Regions from separate parts of the Oryctolagus cuniculus genome. Here region 1 is linked to region 2. Evidence: chromatin contacts called from public Hi-C data. All regions are on one chromosome and are shown on one strand. The core of a region is the stretch at or near the end of the contact, and the rest is flanking DNA. Distances in the headings are between cores, read along the strand shown. Region 1 overlaps CDH13 (cadherin 13). Region 2 overlaps CDH13 (cadherin 13).

What was found. Hi-C and Micro-C count contacts between places; a contact is called where the count stands out from the background.
Region 1: a Hi-C map of an unstated tissue shows a contact between it and region 2, with 3 times the contacts expected there. The contact joins two enhancer-like sites. A contact is called at or near these places in 2 of 6 Hi-C or Micro-C datasets (ear pinna and an unstated tissue).

What each region holds. Positions count from the first base shown.
Region 1 is chr18:65,031,427-65,035,600 of mOryCun1.1, reverse strand. All of the region lies in intron 5 of CDH13 (cadherin 13), which reads right to left. Among named protein-coding and RNA genes, the nearest start is that of HSBP1, 600 kb to the left of the region's middle. Within about 2 kb of position 2,345, at least 2 of the 8 cell types and tissues checked have an H3K27ac peak or open chromatin away from gene starts, as enhancers often do.
Region 2 is chr18:64,271,846-64,275,735 of mOryCun1.1, reverse strand. The region is part of intron 2 of CDH13 (cadherin 13); the gene reads right to left. Among named protein-coding and RNA genes, the nearest start is that of MPHOSPH6, 110 kb to the right of the region's middle. Within about 2 kb of position 2,300, at least 1 of the 8 cell types and tissues checked has an H3K27ac peak or open chromatin away from gene starts, as enhancers often do.

The sequences.
Region 1 (4,174 bases), core at 1,096-3,595, 760 kb before region 2:
TGCTGATGGTTGGCCGCTAATGCGTAAATGAGGGCAGCAGAGGCTCTCCTCCCTCTCTGTGAGCAAACTCCTTAGCCAAGGCCTGCAGAGGCCCCCAGAGAGGGGCAGCACACGTGGATGTGGCTCTTAATGGGTAGGGAAGCACCTCTGGGAAAATTCTGTAATCTCTTGGATCCCAGTCTCCTCATCTGGACAAAGGGCATGATGAAAGCGCAGACCTTACAGGGTCATGTGCAGAGGAAACAGTCGGCTACGCTCGCTGCCTGGCACACCAAGCACGCGGTCCACACTGACCACGCGGGTGAGGCTTTCCAAGCTCAGAGATAACCCAGCAGACGCTCTTCTTAGCATACACAGAATGGTATTTTCCTCTTTGCAGTTTGGTGGCAGCTATGACATTATTATGGTCTATGAAATTCAGTAAGTGTGGTGTTTCACTTCTAGGAGAACATTTCTGGAATGTTCTCTTGTTTTGCCGTGGAGAACAAGATTTAGGTGGTAATGGGGGCCAGCGCTGTGGCATAGTGGGTAAAGCAGCCACCACCTGCAGTGCCAGCCTCCCACACAGGCACTGGTTCGAGTCCCGGCTACTCCACTTCCAATCCTGCTCCCTGCTAATGTACCTGGGAAAGCACCAGAAGTGACCCAAATCCATGGTTCCCTGCGCCCAAGTGAGAGATATGGAAGAAGCTGGGCTCCTGGCCTCAGGCTGGCCTGGTTCTAGCCATAGCAACCATCTGGGAGGTGAGCCAGCAGATGGAAGATTCATTCATTCCCTCCTTCTCCTTCCTCCCTCCCCTCCTTACTCCAGCTTCCTGCTCACATAGATTCTGGAGGCAGGATAAACGGTACTGGGACCACGCCACACACGGGAGAAATCTGGGTTGAGTTCCTGACTGGGTATCACTGTGGGTATTTGGGGAGTGAACCAGTGGATGGGAGCTCCTTCTCTCTTCCCCTCTCTAACAAATAAAAATTTTTAAAAACATGGCACTGTCATGACCTCGTGTAGCCTGACCGCATGGAACGTAACTGTCCTCCAACTTCTGCTGATTACAGATCACGCGCAACCAGTGCATCCCTGCTGTTTGTTTTTGGTATTTGAGAGGCTGCTTATCACCCAGCCTGATTTGTGCACCGCTGCCTAAGAAAACACTTTTGCTGAGCTGGGAGTTTTAATCTGGATTCTCGCAACTTTCCAATGGCGTGCGATTTCCAGTCTGTCACAGAAAAACAGGAAGAGCCTGCTCATTTCTTCCAAAGCAACCGCAAGTCCAAAGTCCACTGCTGCCTTGGGGTTGGGGTCTCATCATTGCTGAAGCCCACTAAGTGTTTCCCTTCCTGACCGAGTTACTACCAAGGCTTCCTCTTGAGAAAGTGGCATATATGTTATGTTTGCTTTACTAGAACAACTTTTCCTTCTAAAACAGCTTTTACAACCAAGATGCTCTTTTTTAATACTGCACCAAGGCTATTAAAAAGAATGGAAACCAGAGATCATAAAAACATCCATGGCGAAATGCTCAATTCTGTGCTAGTTGTGAAATACAATCCATATACGTTAACCTATTCTTCAAGAACGAAGAGAGATAGAGGGAAATTTCAGTGTTTTTGTTATCACTTAATCCGAGTTCATGAATTCATTGCTGCTAGGAGCGACCTCTAAGTGATCACGTCCAGCGCCCCTGAACTGTCAGGTTCAAGTTCAGAGTGGCTCACGTGCAGACGCTCAGCTAGAGGACTGGAGCCACACGGATTTCCCACAATGCCTTTTTAAAGGATAGTTAATTATTTTACAGTTTTCCAGAAGCTAAGAAAGCTGAGATTTGTTGCTGCAAGAGCAGCATTTCTTAATAAGCAGGCCAAGAGGAGAATTGCAGGGCAGCTGGTGTGATATTTTAGGTGAAAAAATTTTCCATCTAAAGAAGCATCAAGTTCCCTGAGAAAAAAAAATGAAATTGTCTTCAAGGATCTGGGGAAATTTTTCAAGCGCCAGGGGCCCAATTTTTCTTTATTTTAATGTTCTCTTCTGGTCCCCAAACATGCTACTGAATTCTCTCTGCATCGCAAGAGACGGGACAGGAATCAATACTTAGTCCAAAAGCTTTGTTTTCCTCTCCAAGATAATTGCTTGCTGCTTCCCTCGATGAGGGGTGGAACCCAGAGAGGTCACCCTGTAGCCACAGAAGTTGTGTGGACGAGGGCTTGTCCACGCCGACTGGGTCAGAGCGTCCCAGGCAGCCTCTGGGGGAGAGCTCATAGGGAAGAAGACGGCCTCCTCCCAGACCAGATGGGTGAGAGAGGCCCCGTTGCCCAGTGAGAAAGATTCCAGTGCCACATCTTCTAGGTGTGACTCGCAGCTCCGCATTTTCTAGGCAAGAGACACAGGGCGGTGCCTTAACCTCTTCATGCTCCAGTTCTCGTCTTCAAACTAAGGAAGTTTCTGCCTAGGGGAATTGTTGAGCACTTTCAAACACATGAAGCAAATCATGGAACGCAGTGGGTATTTTCTCCGTAGGCGACTCTTCCACGGGATTTGGTGTGGCAACACGATGGGATCCTATTTACAAGTCAGAACTCTGAAATCCACCCGCAGTGTCCTGTTCCATCATGCACCTGTGATTGGCAGTCTGGATGAGGACTCTAGCCATGACAAGTGGTCTCAGCTGAGATACTGAAATTCTGCAGATGGACAAAGTACGCTGACACGAATGATTCAAGACGCACAAGCAGAGTTTTATTTATCGTTTCATGGGACAATTAATGGACATACATCTGAGATTCTGCAAACCAACCTGAAGCTGACACATTTAACCCTCCTTAGACTTGGGTAGCCAGACATCGACCTTGAAAGCCTGGGAAACGGTGGACTTTTGCCCCAAGCCTACACCTTGTAAAGTCTTTGCAGCAAAAACATTCTTACCAGTGGGTGGCGATCATGTGTCACGATGCAAAACACTGCATTCCCTTTGCAAGTTCAGACCTGGGCAGCAAGAGAGCCCAGAGTCGTCGGGAATGCTGAAGGCAGAGGTCGTGGTGAGCAAAATGTGCACGGACCTTGCACTGAAGCCGCACACGGTCTTCCAACAAAACACAGAGGCGTTAGGGACCCACAGGCTTCCAGACTTCCCTGTGCCGACGGCCTGCTGAATTCTTGCAAAGTGAAGAGCAATACTAAAATAAACGATCGCACTGGATAAAAAGGCCGTGGAGGCCACATTGCCGGTGTGAACTTGAGGGTAGCTGATTTAGAAGAGAAGGTCCTGGTATTTAAGGAGGCTGCCTGCATTCCCAGCTGGCTCCACCTACACTTGCAAAGTTGTGCACACCATCATGTGAGAGGGCAGCCTACTCCTTAGGAGACCGAAGTCTGAGGTTACAGCATCCTGAGATGGTCTGCTTGGCAGCTAGGAGGCACTCAGTTTTCATCTGAGAACTTCAATTCTATCCATCAAGTGGGGATCGAAACCCTTACAATGGTATCTGAGTCTTTCAGTGTCTATTAAGTGACAGGGACAACGTCGGGTACCCCAAAGATGTTGTCATCACCCCCACTGGAAGCTGGCATCTGCTGTGATCCAACCCAGGAGGTCTGGGCACGGGCTCTTGTCTCTCATCTGTGCTCGTGGGTGTCTGCTTCAGCAGGCCCTGCCATTTTGCCGTGTCCTGGTTGTATGTTCTGTAACACGGCGGTGACACCCCGACCCGATACCGTGGCTGGGAGGCTCATTGTGAGGCCAGCTGTCCTGCTTGGATCCTGGACTGGAAGGAGGGTAAGGGCTTCAGAAGCCCAGGTGGGGGACTTTCCTTCCAGGAAGGTGGTAGAGCAGAGGAAGGGGACGGGGAAGCCTGAGGCCAGGGAGTGCGGGACAAGCAAGGCAGGCCCAAGACAGCTGGCTGGGCAGGGGGCAGATGGACAGGGACAGAGTGCGGTTCTGCTTCTCTCTTCATCCTGTTCTATTTCGATATTTTTCTGAATACTTTTGTTATTCAATTATGTTTCCCCTGACTATAATAAATCAATAGCACTAAAAGTATTATGGGGGTATGCATTTTATCTCCAAAGACAAATATTAGATGAGACTCTTGGATCATTAATCTTAGTTTGTGTAGGTTTTTAAACATTAATACTTTAGAAACTGCAACAGAAAGCGATAGTCATGTGGTCATGTGT
Region 2 (3,890 bases), core at 1,051-3,550:
AGCACCCGGGATGCTTGCTGAAACCACAAGCTTCCAGGTGCTCTGGCCACAACTGACTCAGAATCTCTGCAGAGTCAAGGATGCACTTGCAAACCTCTGGATGAATCTCAAGAGTAGGAAACTGAGCGAACAAGGATAAATCTTGGATCTAAGCTGCCCACCAGTTCAGTAATTCACCTAGTCTCTTGAGCTTGCTACACTGCAGTAACTGCCCAGAACCGGAAACCACGCTTTCTGAGCACAGGCAATCCAACGCCCTGGAGGCCCAAATCACTGGTACAGCAGTTAGCCGAGTTTTAACACTATGTAGACCATTTACATTAGAAACAGGGAATCAGAGAGAAGAGGGGTACATAACCTGCTATGATATACAGATTCCCAGGTCACAAGCTAGAGAGACTGAAACAGAACCCCTGAGAACAGGGCCCAAGAACCTGACTATTGACATAATTTCTCTCACAGAATTTCTCTCACTCCTTTCCCGGGTGACATTTAAGAACTCCATGTTGGTGTCTGAAAGAGGGACCAGCAGGGATATATAAGGAGCTCAAGAAACTTAACAACTAAAAACGCAATCCAGTTAAGAAATGAGCTAAGGACATGAAACGGGCTAAGGCATTTTTTCAAAGGATGAAATACACTAGCCATCAGGGAAATGCAAATGAAAACCACAATGATGTTTCACCTTACCCCACTAGCTATCATTCAAAAATCAGAAAACAACAAATGCTGGTAAGAATGTAGAGGAAAAGGTACCCTAATCCACCCTTGGTGAAAATGTAAACTAGTACAACCATCATGGAAGACAGAATGGAGATTCTTTGGGATGGGAGAGGGAGCAGGAGATGGGATAGTTTGCGGTGGGAAGGTGGTTATGGAGAGAAAAGCTGCTATAATCCAAAAGTTGTACTTTCAAAATTTCCATTTTTTAAAAACTTTTATTTAATAAATATAGATTCCTCAGAAACTTCTTAAAACATGACACAGCCACCTCACTCCTGGGAATTTACCCAGAGGAAATAAAATGAAATTTTATTTTGCATCTGAAAGAGTTATCTGTACCCTCGTGTTTATAGCAGCTCAATTCACAAAAGCTAAAATCTGAATTAACTCAAATGTCCATCAACTACTGACTGGATAAAGAAATTGAGGTGTATATATATATATATATATATACACATAATGGAATACTACTCAGCCACAAAAAAGAATGAAGTCATGTCTTTCACAACAAAATGGATGCAAATGGAAACCATTATGGTTAATGAACTATGCCAATCCCCAAAAAACAAATATATGGACTCCCAAATATGTGCTAATACACAGAGTCCCAAAAAGTAATGTATATGAGTGAAAATGTCATTTTGAGTTTGATTATTGTTGACAGTCCTTATCTATACTCTTGAAGAATGGTGGTTTTTCTACTTGTTGAATTCTTTATTTAGTGGAGGGTTAAGCTTGTGATTATAAAGTAAACTGAAAGTATGTTATAGTAAAAAATCAAAAGAACATAAGAAAGGAAGAACGAGGGAGGGTGGGGGAAGCATTATTATGCTCTTAAAACCATATATATCAAATACACAAAATGTATTCCCTTTATATAAATGAAAAATTAAAAAGCAAAAAATAATAAATAAAACAATAAGTAAATACATAAATACCAGTGTTGGGGCCCTAGACACTGGACATGCCGTGCAGACAGGGGCCTGTTTCTGGAGTGTCCATTTCAAGTCCATCATCACTGATTCCCACTCCCAGTCTGAGCTCCTGAGGAACACTCTTTTCCCAAATCCTGCTGGGAGAACAGTATAGCAGACTATTGGCCACTGCCTCCGTGTGTGCCCTCTTTGGGGAAGCCAGTACTGCCTGCCCTGTGAGGATCTTAGGGCTGGAATTCAGATACTCCACCATCAGGAAGGAGCCTCCACTCCAGCAGGAGCCAGTCCTTCACTCTCTTGTACTACTGTATCTCTCCTCCTTTCCTGTGAACTGAATGAGCCAACTCCTAACACCCCTACCCAGTTCTCCTGGAAGCTACACTTGATGGAAGTCACCAATGAACACTGCTTCTTTCATTCTGAACAAAAACTTTGGGCTCCAACAAGTCCCCCACTTCTTTCTTACCCCCCTCAATCCTTTCCCACAGTGGAGACAAAATTCTCTTTATATAAAGTACATCTAAGCACGTGACTTCCCTGCCTAGAACCCGCTGATGATTTTTTCATGGTTCCTAGGATACAAACCAAAACAGCCTGTAAGAATTGTCACCACAGCACCCACATTCATCTCACCAGCTTGTCCTCTCCCACTCCCTGCCTTCATTACTCTGCCCTACACAGCATCCTTCTTCATTTCTCAAAAGAGTTGGGCTCCTTCTCTCCTCGGGGCCTTTGCACATTCTGTTCCTGCCCGGAGAGCCCCTTCCCTCATTAATTCTAACTCATCCTCGGAGCTCAACTTTCACTTCCCAGATCGCTCTCCCTCCCCAAAACTAGCTCAGGCCTCATTAGCCTCCCTCATTGGTCTCTTGGTAGTATTTATCAAATGTGTAGTGAACTCATTATCTGCATAATTATGTGCTCAGCCTCCACCTCCCCAGTAGGCTGTAAGCACCACAAGGACAATGACTGTGTCTGCACCACTAAATCCCCATGGGGTCTGGCACATAATAAATGTTTAGTAAGTATTTATTGAACATGTGAGCAAAAAAAAAAAAAAGTCAACTAATAAAAAAAGTTTTCACAAGACCTAGTTCCCCCCTGGAGCACCGTGAGGAACTAAATCTGGACACCTGAATGTCAAGACCGACATATACCAACTCGGGCAGACCTCTTGATCTGCCTTTGAACTGTTCACAAGTTCAAAATGGCAACACTTGCCAAATGGATGTGATTTTTGGTATGACAAAGGGATTCTTCACTTATACAAAAAAATAAAAACCCCTGAAAGGCATCTTTAAATACTGTGCTCCCTCCGGTGCCCATAAGCCATATTAAGAGCTCATTAATTATCTGCCAGGGAGGCTAGAACTAAGAGGCAAGTCATAAGGATGGTTGCCAAGGGAAGAAATGATGATAAATCAGCACTTAAAGGAAAGTGTAAATCATGGGGGAAGGAGGACCCAATTTACACAAGTGTGATTTGTACACAGCTTATCCGGAACTTTATTATCTTGAAGCATGCTTGTGAACCTGGAACCAGATTTCCATCTTTGAATGCGATCCCGCTCTCATCCTTGGGGTCTACACAGCTTTGAAAGGTGTCTTTGAGCACTGGCTTGGGACTGCAGCACGGTCCTGCCCTGCCTCTGCAGCTTACCTCGTGCCCCATCAAACTTGCCAGATCACACAGGGTTGCAGATGCCCATCCCTGGCCTGACTATGGCAGAGTCCATACTGGTCTATCTAGGAACAGATGAGGGCACTCAGGGGCAGTCTGTCAGGAAAGAGTAAAGATAACTGAGTGGTTCATGGGTATCAAGGCTTTTTTCCTGCTTCGGTATATCCCTAAAACTGTGGACATAACGACAATCAGCAGAGGCTATTTGTTCAGAGCTCGCTATAGCAAGGGAGTCAGCCTCCATCACTTGCAGTTGGCAGAGACTCAAAGGCTGACAGGGAAAGGAAAGCTTCAAAGTGGACAAAGGGAAGGCTTCAGGCATTCCCTGACGGCTGCTGGCACGGGGAAGTGCAGATGGGCTAACTGAAAGCAGGGCATCCTATGCAGCTGGCTAGGGAAGCAGATTCGACTTTCTCTGGTAGGTCCCATATTGGAAACAGGGGTAAAACCTGTAGAAGTGCTGGGTTTGGGGCCAACTGCTGCCAATATGTAGGTTAAAGTTCTCTTTTTGCCTGTGGTGCAGCTGTTGTCATGGTCTGTATATTCAGTCT